Regions from separate parts of the Mus musculus genome. Here region 1 is linked to region 2. A link is a contact called in public HiChIP or PLAC-seq data. All regions are on one chromosome and are shown on one strand. The core of a region is the stretch at or near the end of the contact, and the rest is flanking DNA. Distances in the headings are between cores, read along the strand shown.

What was found. HiChIP or PLAC-seq counts read pairs in DNA pulled down with a chosen protein or histone mark.
Region 1: a contact with region 2 is called in an H3K27ac HiChIP or PLAC-seq map of the HPC-7 cell line, with 5 times the contacts expected there. The contact joins the enhancer-like site here to the promoter of Lgals9 in region 2. A contact is called at or near these places in 3 of 39 promoter capture datasets (the SN4741 cell line, macrophages and pre-B cells), 2 of 15 datasets of contacts at CTCF or cohesin (CD8 T cells and large pre-B cells), 18 of 484 Hi-C or Micro-C datasets (the 63-12 cell line, B cells, CD4 T cells and 11 more), 10 of 115 datasets of contacts at active chromatin or transcription factors (the HPC-7 cell line, the SCID.adh cell line, T-cell acute lymphoblastic leukemia and 7 more) and 5 of 9 other capture datasets (adipose tissue, embryonic stem cells, liver and 2 more).

The regions. Positions count from the first base shown.
Region 1 is chr11:79,028,181-79,034,544 of GRCm38.p6, reverse strand. Ksr1 (kinase suppressor of ras 1) reads left to right here. Exons shown (of 19, transcript NM_013571.3): 10 at 1,162-1,327; 11 at 5,462-5,516; 12 at 6,022-6,070. It overlaps Gm11201 (predicted gene 11201), which reads right to left. Exons shown (of 6, transcript NR_045873.1): 3 at 6,290-6,364; 4 at 3,812-3,898; 5 at 3,405-3,684; 6 at 1-2,102. Among named protein-coding and RNA genes, the nearest start is that of Gm11201, 7.8 kb to the right of the region's middle. Within about 2 kb of position 3,359, at least 118 of the 459 cell types and tissues checked have an H3K27ac peak or open chromatin away from gene starts, as enhancers often do. A contact at or near this core is called in CD8 T cells, the HPC-7 cell line, adipose tissue and 3 more, where this site is marked.
Region 2 is chr11:78,982,591-78,988,693 of GRCm38.p6, reverse strand. It overlaps Lgals9 (lectin, galactose binding, soluble 9), which reads left to right and starts at 3,770. Exons shown (of 10, transcript NM_001159301.1): 1 at 3,770-3,916. The coding sequence starts at 3,878.

The sequences.
Region 1 (6,364 bases), core at 2,110-4,609, 46 kb before region 2:
GCTGCGGTGTTGTGGGGGTGTTGTGGGCCCCTCCTGCAGAGAGCTGGGAGGCCAGTGCTCCCTGCTCTGGCCCAGTACCATCCCTGCTGGGGCCTGAGGTCTCCCAGCAAGCAAACCTGTCCAAACCCTGCCTGGAACTTTAAGCTTCCTCTTTATCCTTCCACAGCTCCCAATATTTCTCCCTAGCCGGCAAGCCATCTGTTGGCAAGCTCTGGCTAGCCTGATCTAATTTAGGTGACCATGCATGCTTGTAAAAGAAATGGCGTTAATAAGTCACGGGGGTGTGAACTAGACCTGCCCACTGATCACTTCCTGGAATCTCTCTTAGAAATTTCTTTCTAGCTCTGGGATTTTTCCCCCTTTTTTGGGACAAGCTCTCATGTATCCCAGCCTGGTCTGAAACTCACTTTATGGCCAAGGCTGACTTTAAGCTTCTGAGCCTCCTGCCTCAACTTCCTCCTGAAGCACTACGCCCAGTTTATGCGGGGCTGAGATCAAAACCAGACCTGGGGCAAGCATCACACCAGCTGAACCACATTGCCAGTCCTCAGTTCTGGAATTCTTAACTCTTCGAGACAGCGGACAACATTGGCCCAAGCTGTGGCCTCTTCCGGAGTTTTGTGGGGTTTTCTGAGTTCCTTGACACTAGGACAAGATCACAAAACCACAGACTCGATTTGCTTCCTGCCGAGGGGCCTGAAGCTGCATAAATGTTGGTCACAATATAAATTCACTTCATTAAGAAGGTGCCCAGCTCAAAGCCAGGCGGGTGCTGGGGCGGGAGAGATGGTCAAACCACCCTCGGCTGTCAGAAGCTGACATAGGGTCCGTTACGGTGCCTGGGTGCGGAAATGCTGAGCACTGTGGAAGGATGAAGAGGAAGAGTATAGTTCAGGCAGGCTTCAGGCAGGCTTCTGGGGAGAAGAAGGAACTGCAATGAGAAAGATGGGCAGGAATCCTTTAGGAGAGGGTCTCTTAAGTGTCCTTCCATCGTATATTAGTCCCAGATAATCTTGGGGCTTCAGAATGGGCCCCCAAGGATCTCCTGTTCCAACCTCCACCTGTAGAGATGGAGGGGGTGGAAGGAGGGCGGGCGCCCCAGGTGGCAGAGGCTGAGTTGAGCTTGCAGCCTTGCTCATCTCCGCATCTCTGGCCTTGCAGGAGCACCCTCCAGCCATGAACCTGGACTCCAGCAGCAACCCATCCTCCACCACGTCCTCCACACCCTCATCGCCGGCACCTTTCCTGACCTCATCTAATCCCTCCAGTGCCACCACGCCTCCCAACCCGTCACCTGGCCAGCGGGACAGCAGGTTCAGCTTCCCAGGTACCACACCTCTGGGCTTTTCTGGGTCCCGAGGGATACCTTCAGATCTCTCCCCATCTCCCCCGAGAGCTGAGTCGGCAGAGCATCTGCTGAGCATAGGATTAATGCACTTCATACAGATGAGGACGCTGGGGTTAAGGAAGGAGGAGTGGCTGGCCCAGCAATGTACACAGAGCCTGGCTTCTTAGGATGACCCGGGATGCCAGCCTGGGCTTGGCGTAGTTTCTGCCCGGCATCATCCTCTCTCAGAGCTGATGTCTGAACTTGAGAGTGTCGTGATAGGCAGCAGGGAGCAAGAAACCTACAGTGCATCTGTTGCATACCCAGTTCTGTGCCTGGGTCTAGCTACGCAAAGACGATCTCACATCCCTTCCTGTGCCACCCAGAGACCATAGGGAATTAAAATAAGGTGGTCACCACTGAGCAGGTGAGGATTCCGGGCCCTGGGGCAACCCTGGAGGAGCAGAGCTGAGCCCAGCTGCCCTCAGAAGCTATGCTCAGATCCCGGTTGCCCCGGAACTGCTGGAAGAGGCCAGGATTGCATTCCTGTCTTACCATTGGTTCTGGTCAGCCACACTGGGCTGCCCTGTCTCCAGGGTGCAGAGCAAGGCCCACTTACCTACATGGCACTTAGCTGTCACCTTGGCAAGAGATGTCAAACCTCAGTCCTGGGCTTATCTGGTCTTTAGTCCTAATGGGAAATGCTGCACAGTGATGTTCCTGTTTGTTGTAGCCCACAGGATCCAGATCAGTCCCATCACTGGTTCCTAGAATTCTAAGCCCAGAAAGACAAGAGTACCACCACACCCCTCAACCCTTCACCTGGCTAATGAGACCGACACTAACCCTATATACAGCCAGCAGCTGGCCAAGCAGCCTCTGGCCCATTGGGGACTTTGGGACTTCTCTTGGGGGTGGCAAGGGGTAGGACTCTTCCGTCCCTTGTTCTTGTGCCTTCCTTAATATGCATGTGGCTGGATTGCTCCTAACAGTGCAGTGAAGTTTGTGCCCTGCGTACCACCCCACCCTCTGGTTTAACACAGCCACAGCCCCTGGATTCACTTCCTTTCCTGTTGCTCTGCCTTTACTCTCTGAACAAGTTCTGTTTGCTAAACCATCTAGTTTGGGTTTTCCACAGAAGGGCCAGTTTGAAAAGCAAGGGACACACACACAAAAAAAAGTCTTTTTTATTATATTGATCGGACCCTTTCCACTAACACAGATGACCCATAAAGGAGATGGGTTTCCTTCATCCCTTATGCAGAAGTGTCACCTTCTCCATGATCATAGTGGACTCACAGACAGATCCCTAGGGAACTGAGAAGGCTTGAACCCCTCCCACCACCTACCTGTCCTGTGCTGTCCAGGATCCTCATAGCTGTCCTGCACAGGAAAGCCTGGGCAAGCTCATATATCTCCCTTGTTCAATAAGGCACTGAGGGGTTAACTGCCTCCTCAGTCCCCAGAGCCTTAGCATGGAGTAGAGCCGAGGTTGGACTCTCCTAGAGTTCCAACTTCTTGCAAGGCCAAGGCAGGAGAATGGGGCCCATGTGTTTGAAACCAGCCCAAGCAAGATAGCAAGCATCTCAAAAACATAAGCAAGTGGTATGTCATGGTTCTAAGTCTGGAATCACAGCACTTAGCCCGATCCAGAACTCAGGCAGTGAGGTTAAGCTGTTTCCGGGCGGGGCCAGACTGAAGGGAACGAGGCTTTTCTGCACACACCATTGAACCTTGTCAAAGCCACTGATCTCCCTACTCTACCTGAGCCTCCTGACTCAAGGACATCTTTCTAGAATAAACCTGGTCCGAGCTTTTCCCCCATGCGCACTGGCCAGGGCTGTGCGGCTAGGGAACCACCGAGCTGGTGTGCTGCCGCCCCATCTCTAGTGCAGCATCACCACTCGGGGCTATCCACGCCCCGACTCTCTCCTAATTTGGGTCTCTTTCCTGGATGGCTCCACCTTTTCTCACCAGAGCCCCTGGGGCAGAGCCGCCTAAGCCAATAACCAGTGCCTGCTCCCCCCAAGCCCACGCCCCCCCTCCTCCCGCGCTGCCTGTGCACTGTGTGACTCACCTCCTCTTCTGTTTAAAGCTGCCTACTTCATTCATCATAGACAGCAGTTTATCTTCCCAGGTGAGTCTTCTGCGTGGGTCCACTAACTGCCCCTTGCTGGGACCCTCTCCTTCCCGCCGGGTGCCTTCTCCCCACACGTTTGAGTCCACTGCAGCTAGGCAAGAGGTTGCGAAGTCCTGGAGGTGTGGACCTTCATGTGGGCAGTACCTTGCTGGATGGGACTCTGGAGTCTGTCCATCCTCCCTAGTCTTTTACAGGGAACTGGTTCAGGGTCACACTGCTGTGAAGTGATAAGAGACAGATAAGAAAGCAGAACTCACACATTTGCAGAATGAGGGAGAGGAACTGCTTGCTGATGGTGCCTGGTGAATAATGAACAAGGCAAAGCCAATTAGGGAGAGTCTTACAGGCATTGGCATCTGTCAGCTGGCTTTGCCTTTCCCAGCCTTAACACACAGCGCCCCCTGCTGGCCGTCACTGGAACTACCTTCTCACTGCAGAAAGTTTGAAGAAAAAAAACTTTCATTCAATAAGGCATGGATTGATTCCCTCCTACAAAAAAAAAAAATCTATTTTTGCACACCTGTGCATTTGGCCATACTTCTTCACCTTCTGTCTGTATAGGATCAATGCTTTTCTCCTCCCGCTGGAAATACAGTATTTCCACACAGTGGGCTTTAGCTGACTCTAATAGTCTTTTTTTTCCTCTGGTTTGCCAAGACTGGAAGACTCAGTATTTGGGTATTCCAGGCCTTTCTATCTCCCAGATCAGCTCCATTCAGGAACTGAGTTGGAGCATTTGGCAACCCTTATCCCTGTAACGCTACTTGGGTGTGATCGCCAGCTGTCACAGCTTGGGAGATCCGCCCCTTTTGTATGATCCCCTACCTCCCAAGAGCCTTCCTAGTTACCATCTCTAGGCTATGTATACTAGTGTTCCTCCCCAACCGAGGAGCCACAGTGCTTTTTCCTGAATGGCCTGTTTTGTCCTGAAGGTGGGCGTAGAGCCCCATATACCAGTTGTAACAGGGACAGGTAGGAACAGACTGCACAATGTACTCTTAGCTTCCAAGAGCAGGTGTGAGGCTTCCCAGACGTCCGCCCACACCCCCACTTCCTACACTTCATCTAAGGCATGTGTAGCTTCTGGAATGTTCTGAGCACGTGTGGACATGCTGGCCTGGTAGTCTAGAGGCCATTATAGCGGTAGCCGGAGAGGCTGGAGATGTTTCTGAGGCCCGTGGACTCCCAACACTGACCAGGATGTCAGGCACATGTGTGCGTGCCCCGTTAAGAAGGCCCACAGCTTCTGTCAGAGTTTGGTTCCGCGGGCTGAGAAGGAAGGTTTTTGTCCGGGCAGGGGAGGGACTACTGACAGCTTGAGCAGTTTCTACTAACTGATCCTCTTTGTTGAAAGAGGGGAGCACTGACCCCTACCACCACTCTTCATGTAGCACTTCGCCTCCACTTTTGAGGGGACCATCTATTTCTGGTGCCCTAGAGGCGGGTCTTTATGCTACAACTAGACTACCTAGGGTCAGGGGTCAGCCTCAGCTGCCTGGCCTGGAGCCTCCTGGTACACAGACTGAATTCCCTCATCTTACCCAGAGCTATGGCACTAGCCACCCAATTGGGTGACCCGCAGCTATATACCGGATGTCGGTATCACAGGTGTTATCAGGTGCCATAGAGCTGCCGGCTCTGCCACTAGCTAGGCAAAGGGGGTCCCTACTTTAAAAAGTGACAGCTAGCCCTGCTTCCTACCAGAGGTAGTAGTGTTAGCTTTTGTCACTTGCAGAATCATTTGGGCCCAGGGCATTGGTATTAATTATTGGGGTCTCTCTAGAGTCACTCACGTGGAGCCTCTGCCAGGGGCAGCGATGTAGACCAAAGGCTGTAGACTGAGTCTGTGGCAGCTTACAGAACGCAGTAAGCTCCTGGTGGAAGTGGCCTGAGGAGCAGCGGCAGCTCAGGAGAGAGGGGGTGCCCTGGTGTGCCGGTCTTTGGGGATGAAGGCAAGCTCTCTCTCACTCTGCTCCTGTTCTTTTTTCCTACAGACATTTCAGCCTGTTCTCAGGCAGCCCCGCTGTCCAGCACAGCCGACAGTACACGGTATGAACCCTCCCCAGCCATCTCCCAACCCACCCCTAAATTTCTGACCCTCTGAGCCTGGGAGTCAATCGCCTCCTGGCAGAACAGTGAGCCCTGAGTGGGGCTGGGTATACAACGGCAGCAGGCTTGTGGCCCTCGAGGGAACGGAGGTGAACAGAGACTAAACATAACCCCTGCCTCTGGATCCCCTCTCCATTAGGTTTCCTTGAGCACTTGGCTCCGGGTCGCTCAGTTCTCAGCCAGTGAAGTAGGTCTCCCAGAGGGTGCAACCACTCTGAGGGGTTAGATGACACGAGTTAACATAGCAAGGATGTGATAGCCAGGTCCCAGAGGCAGGAATGTGGGGCCCTGCACCAAATGCCCACCCTCATCCTCACCCACTCCAGTCAGCCTCCTGCCTGAGTCCCCAGCATCCACATTGCCTTATCCGCCCCGCCCCCCCCCACCCCCCCCCCCCCCCCCGCCCAGCCCAGAGTCTCCTTGACAAAGCCCATTTCACTCTTAGGCTCGACGACCAGCCCAAAACAGATGTGCTAGGTGTTCACGAAGCAGAGGTGAGTAGGAGCACCATGTATGAGACCCAAGGTAGCTGCCCCGTGTCCCCTCCTTAGGGTGTACAGGGTAGGTGGAAGGCATGGGGGAGGAGGGTGCTGAGCCTGTTGCGGCTGGTGTGGGTAGATACGCGCATGGGAGAAGAATGTGAAGTGCAAGCTAGGGAACTCGCTGAAAGAAGAACCTTTCTATTCTCCTGTTCTCACTCCCTACCCACAGACCTGGGCCTGGGAGCTAAGTCAGTCAGCCTGGGGTGGGAGTTGGCATCTCTATGCTCTCAGAGCTTGATAGGTGAG
Region 2 (6,103 bases), core at 2,521-5,020:
AGCTTTTAGAAAAGGAATGTAAGAGGGTCTGTCACTCTCTCCCAGGCACAGCTTTCTTAGTATCCCAAGATACCAACCATTCACATAAAAAGACTTCCTCAAAACTGAAAGCTTTAGACTGTGAGTATAGCTTACCCAGCATGTAAGAGCATGCTGGCTGGTATTATCTTCAGCACATAGAAAGTTAAAAAAAAAGAGAAGAGAAGAGAAGAGAAGAGAAGAGAAGAGAAGAGAAGAGAAGAGAGGAAAAGGAAAGGAAAGGAAAGGAAAGGAAAGAAAAGAAAAGAAAAGAAAAGAAAAGAAAAGAAAAGAAAAGAAAAGAAAAGAAAAGAAAAGGAAGACTTTTTAGTTTGCTAAAAGCAGAGTCTGGCCACAAGTATCAGCAAGACCAGTTAACAATGGATCCTTAACTAAGAACATGTACTGCTCACCTACTGGGAAACTGTCTCAGTAGTTTCTTATTCATAAGCTTTCCTTATGACCTAGAAATTCCATTCCTAGGCATTACTCAAAGTAAAAAACAGCCTATGTCCAGAGACTGAGCTATCGCTTACTTGATTGAGTACTTGCTTAGGGAGCAGGAAGCCCTGGGTTTTGATTCCCTAAAACACACACAACCCTCAACACTCATCGGACAGGGGCAGGAGGATCAGGAGTTCAAGGTTATCCTGAGTTCATTGAGAGTTCAAGACCAGTCTGGGCAAGGTGAGGATCTGGTCTAAAAACAAAACAACAAAGCAAAACACCCCCTTAGGTCCACACAAAGGTATGTACAAGATATTGTGACATTTTGTTGGGCATGAGGCACATGATTTTAATTACAAACTCACTGGCACAAGAAGTAGTTAGATCTCTGTGAGTTCAAGGCCAGACTGTTCTACGGAGAGAGTTCTAGGACAGCCAGGGCTAAAGAGTGAAACCCTGTCCTTAACGGAGGAAGAAGGCAGAGGAGGAGGAAAAAGAGGGAGAAGAAGAGGAGGAGAAAGAGGAGGAAGAAGTAGAAGACGAAATTAAGAAATTCACAACAGCTTTAAACATAACATCCACAAATGGAATGAATCCCAATGTCCATCAAATGCAAGTATCACCCCTAAATGACTTGTTTTCCTGAACTCAGCTGGGCCCATGTCCTTCAAGGCTCTCGGAGATTTTTTTTCCTTTTAGCTGTGATTTGTTGAGGTACTCTCTGCCTAGAAGGAAACATGCTGATGCTAGTTCAATAGAAGAATGTTATGTAGCTAGCAGGAACCATCTCCCAGACCACGATCCGGAGCATGTACCGCCATCAGAAGTCTGTGCCTCTCTCAGGCAGCAGCCCCAGTGGCAAGCTGTTGCTGGATTGGATGTGCATGGCATTGCCACAGTGTAGGCTCGACTATATCTGGCTCTTTCATGTATTCCCCATTCCCAGGGAGCCAAGGGCCCTTCAAATGCACGGAGTTCCCTGATGTCTCTCACGTGACTGTGTATTGCTTCCTTTTTGGAGCTGTGATGCACAGAACTGTTTTGAACAAACAGCCAGGGCTGGGGCACAGGAGAAGGGCCTGGCTGCTGTATTGAAGCTGAAGCACCAGTTCTGGCTGGGTTCTTTTACATCCCAACTTGCAGAGAATGGGGATTCCAGTTGCCCCAAATCCCAACCCGTTGGTAGTTGCCTAGCATGACAAAACTGTCCTTGGTGTCCATGATAGCCAGAGGACTGCGAAGAATTCCCTTTCCACTTTGCTCCAACAGGATAGCCTGCTCTTGAAATCCAGTCAGTTCCTGTTGAGTAAGGCACTTATAACTGGGGCAAAGGTAAAAGGAGGCGCGTGGCCTCTAAGAAAGCATATCTAAGAATTAGTCTTTGCAAGTTTTGGTGTGTCTCGGCTGAGTGTAAGAAGAAATCGTGTTGCAGATAAGTGTCTGACTTCCTCCTTGGAACTGATTTTCCCCTTGGTATCCCTTGGTACCCAGAGGGCCATTCTGTGATACTGTAACAGAATGTTGCAGGCTAACTAATTCATAGAGAACGTAGGCTAACTAGTTCATAGAGAATGTATGTTTCTTTCTCTCTACCCTGGAGGCTGGGAAGCACAAACCAAGATAACCGTCTTATGACTGCATGGTTGAAGGCAGAAGGTAGAAATATAGGCAAGAGGTCAAATCTGCAGCTGCATGTCTTTTGCTAAGCCACACCAGTCCAAGGAAAAGAACCAGTCCCCAAACCGAATCAGCTCCCATGGTGCCGGGTACACTTCCCAACACTGATGCTGTGGGAATAAGTTTGCAGCCCATACTTCTCTGGGAATAACGACCACAGCTTTGTCACAGCAAGCTTGCTCCTAGCTAGCCATAGTGCAATCCCAAAGTCCTGAATGAGTCCAGGTAAGTCTGTTTTCCTGGCTCCCCAGTCCCACCCCCACCCCAAACCTGTCCTGCAATTCTTTGCTTCACTGATTATTTCCCTTAACTCATAACCTAAGCTGCAGGAGCTGGGTTTTGGTTTTGTGTTTTTGTTTAAGGCAGGGAAAGGCTGGTGATGTAGTTCAGTTGGTGGAGTGCATGTCTAGCTCATAGGAAGCCTTAGGTCCTAACCCCGGCACCATCAGGTAGAGGTGAGTCATAGGTATAATCCAAGCACTTGGGAGGTAGAGGCAGGAGGATCAGAAGTTCAAGGTTGGGGCTGGAGAGATGGCTCACTGGTTAAGAGCGCTAATTGCCCGAAAAACAAAAACAAAACAAAACAAAAAACAAAGACAAAAACAAAAAACCAAAAAAAAGAGCACTGACTGTTCTTATGAAGGTCCAAAGTTCAAATCCCAACAACCACATGGTGGCTTACAACCATCTGTAATGACATCTGACATCCTCTACTGGTGTGTCTGAAGACAGCTACAGTGTACTTACATATAAATAAAAAATAAAAATTATTAAAAAAAAGAAGAAGTTCAAGGCCATCCTTGGCTACATACTGGGTTCAAAGCCAGCCTGGTCTACATGAAGAAAAGGAGGAAGTGGGGAGGGAGGAAAGGAGGAGGGAGCAATTATGTATGTTGTAGACTAGGCATGCTGGGAATTCATGATGGGTCATCTCTCCTGGCTTCAAAACTATTTCAAATATTTCCTAGGGTCTCCTCCCTTGTCACTTGGAATATTCTACTGTGTCCAAAGTATGTTTCCTCTTCTTACCCCAAAACAGAGGGACAGAGGGGAGAGACAAGGAGAACAGACAAATTCACAGGCAGATGGCAATGAAGTTCCCAGGGCCCCCACATAGTCCACATTAACAACCTCAGCGGTGGTGTGTTTCTTGCAAAATAGCTCTCCATGGTTAAGCTTTCACACCAGGGAGAGATGCTTCTTGGAAGCCTACAGCATCACAGAGATTTCGGAGTGCCCGTAAGGAGTTGTGTAACCTTGCTCATGCTGCCCCTTGGTCTTTCTGAGCACTGTTTTCTCTGCACATACAAAGGTCTGAGGAAGGTCTTTTCCACGGATGCCCACCCAGAGGACAAATGAAGGCTCAGCTCTGCTAGATGGGGTGAGGAAGCAGGCTCAGAAGCACAGCCACTTCTGGCCGAGGCTGTCGAGGAACGCCTGCTGGCCATGTGACTGGTTCTCTGGGCAGAGCACAGGAAGGGAAAGTCAAGGCAGAGCAGGGAACACCCAGTGTCCACTGGTCCTAGGTCCTCCCACTGAGTCCCACCTCCAGCCCTCCACCCTGACATCAGCTTTCTTTTTCTCTAGACACTTCCCTCAGCCACTGAGCTCCTCCCCTTGAAGAAGTGCCAAATAGCTGTGGTTTCTGTTTCCTAGCTCAGCCCTGCCCTGCGCAGAGTTCTGTCGTCCACCATCGAGTGAGGAAGAGAGCATTGGTTCCCCTGAGATAGAAGAGATGGCTCTCTTCAGTGCCCAGTCTCCATACATTAACCCGGTGAGTTGTGGGATGCAGTTGTGGGGTGATTGAGGAAAAGCTAACGGCCACATCCAGGGGAAGTTGCTCTGGACCTGTGGGGAAACAACGGAGTGGCACAGATAGAGGGTGGGGTGTCCTGCAGACAGCACATAAGGGACAAACATGCCAGGCATGTCAGCTGGGTCATCCTGATGCAGCTCGTGTCTCATGCTAGGCTTGCTGTGCCTCTGAGGACCCAAGGGTGCCACTCACTATGATTTATGAGGTGAATTAACATGTGCCTGTTCCATGCTACCTGGTAGCATCTACAAAGGAAGGAGACGGTTTATATGATGATGTGGATGGGCTTGTTGGGGGTGGGGGGAGGTAGCAGGTAGCAGATATTCACATGACACTTAAAGTGTCTGCCTTAGAGAGGATCTCTGTTCAGCCATTTACAAACTAGGTGATGTCGCACGCGCAGTACTTTCTCCTCTCTGTATCTGTAAAATGGAAATAATACTTAGTCTGTCTCCTGAGGTTAAAACAAGGAGAAAGCAGATAGCACACGTGGGTGTTTAAACAGCACCTGGAACATGGAGGTGTCTTGGGAGTGCACGGGAGGGGAACAGGGAAGCCCTCCCCTCTGTTCTCCAAGGGCCACATCAGAATTCACCCAAGAACACTTCCAGAGTGTGTGCAGACAGGCAAGTAGGGACTGTCTTTTAGTGCAGGGTGCAAAGGGCTGCCTTGGGCTCCTTTTTCCACCCCCTGTCTATAGGTGGTTTTGTTTATACACTAGGAAGCTTAGTAGCCACACTGTAAGTGGAGACACTGAGACTTTGAGAGGTCGAGGCCTTGCCACATGTCCTCAGATGGTGGGTGACAGCGAAGGAAAGTGCTTTTCCCAGAAGAGGGGATGCTCATGGGGAGATGGCAGTAATGGAGACGAAAGTGATGCTCCCAGGAACCTTCTGTAGAGTCGCCGTGTGTGCAGGTGGGAGATAGCAGGGTCTGTAGGTGAGCTGGCTGCCAGAGCCCAGCGTCAGAGCCTGATCTAGCACGGCTCTGGGCTTTGCTTGGGGCTACCAGTGTCCTCAGCCACAGGGTTAAGGCTTCTAACTTGGGACCTGCATGGAAGGTAGATGGGAAAGCTAGAAGGGACTGTCCAGTGTCTCTGTGGGGCCTTCAAGGGCAGGACGTGTCACAGGGGCATGATACACCCACTCTGGTTTCCCACCAGGCAGAGCTGACAACTTGAATTTAGAAAGTAGACTTTTCCCAGCACTAGGGAGGCAGAGGCAGGCGGATTTCTGAGTTCAAGGCCAGCCTGGTCTTGAACAGTGCCCCATCTTTAAAACAATCAGAAAAAAAAAATGAAGGAAAAAGCAATATTTTCAATTATGAAGGGAAATCCTCCCACGGGGGAGGGGAGAGGTTAAACAGGTCTTGGTGGGAGACATGGAGGCTATGTCGCCGTAGCACTGGGATCACAGGTCCTCCTACCTGGCTGGTCTCACTCAGTGACCCACTGACTTCTGCAGCTGTGGGTCACACGTCCACTGAAGTGCTGACGTTGTACAAAAGTCATGTGACTCCTGTCCTGCAGAGGAACAGTATTGTCACAGCCTGAGGGCCATGTCATGGACAGGCTTGGTTGCTGACTCCCATGAGGGTCCAGAAGAAGATGGGACTGGGCAGTATGACTCTCTTGTGTGACCCTGGTGACCAGGGGCCAAGGGCATGTATGTGCTTCCTCATGAAAGGGAGCCTATATCACCTATGACGGAGAACATTGGTTCTAGTGTCTGAACCCCAGGCTTGTCGTTAACCAGCTGTGTAGCTTTGGGCAAGTTACTTAATTTTCTGCACTTCCGTTTCCTCGCCCACAAAGACAGTAAAACCAAAGCTGTTAGGATGCTTGAGGAACTGTCTGGGTCTTTGAACTTCTGGGACGGCTGGGCCTTCTGGCTTGAAAATATGCCAGACACTGCTGGTATCCAGACTGTGTGCCCCAGTAGACCACTGAGCTGACCATACTCTGTCTGTAGGCTCTGCCTTCTGCATGTCCCAACAGGAAAGGGAAGCAAAAGACTTTAGCCTCTGGGTAGAAGATGAGTCTCGGCAGTCCACGCTTCTTCTAGACAAAATGTATTTGTTTGTTTGATTTTGTTTGTTTGTTTGGTTTGTGTGTGTATGTGACAGAGGTCAGAGAACAACTTTGGG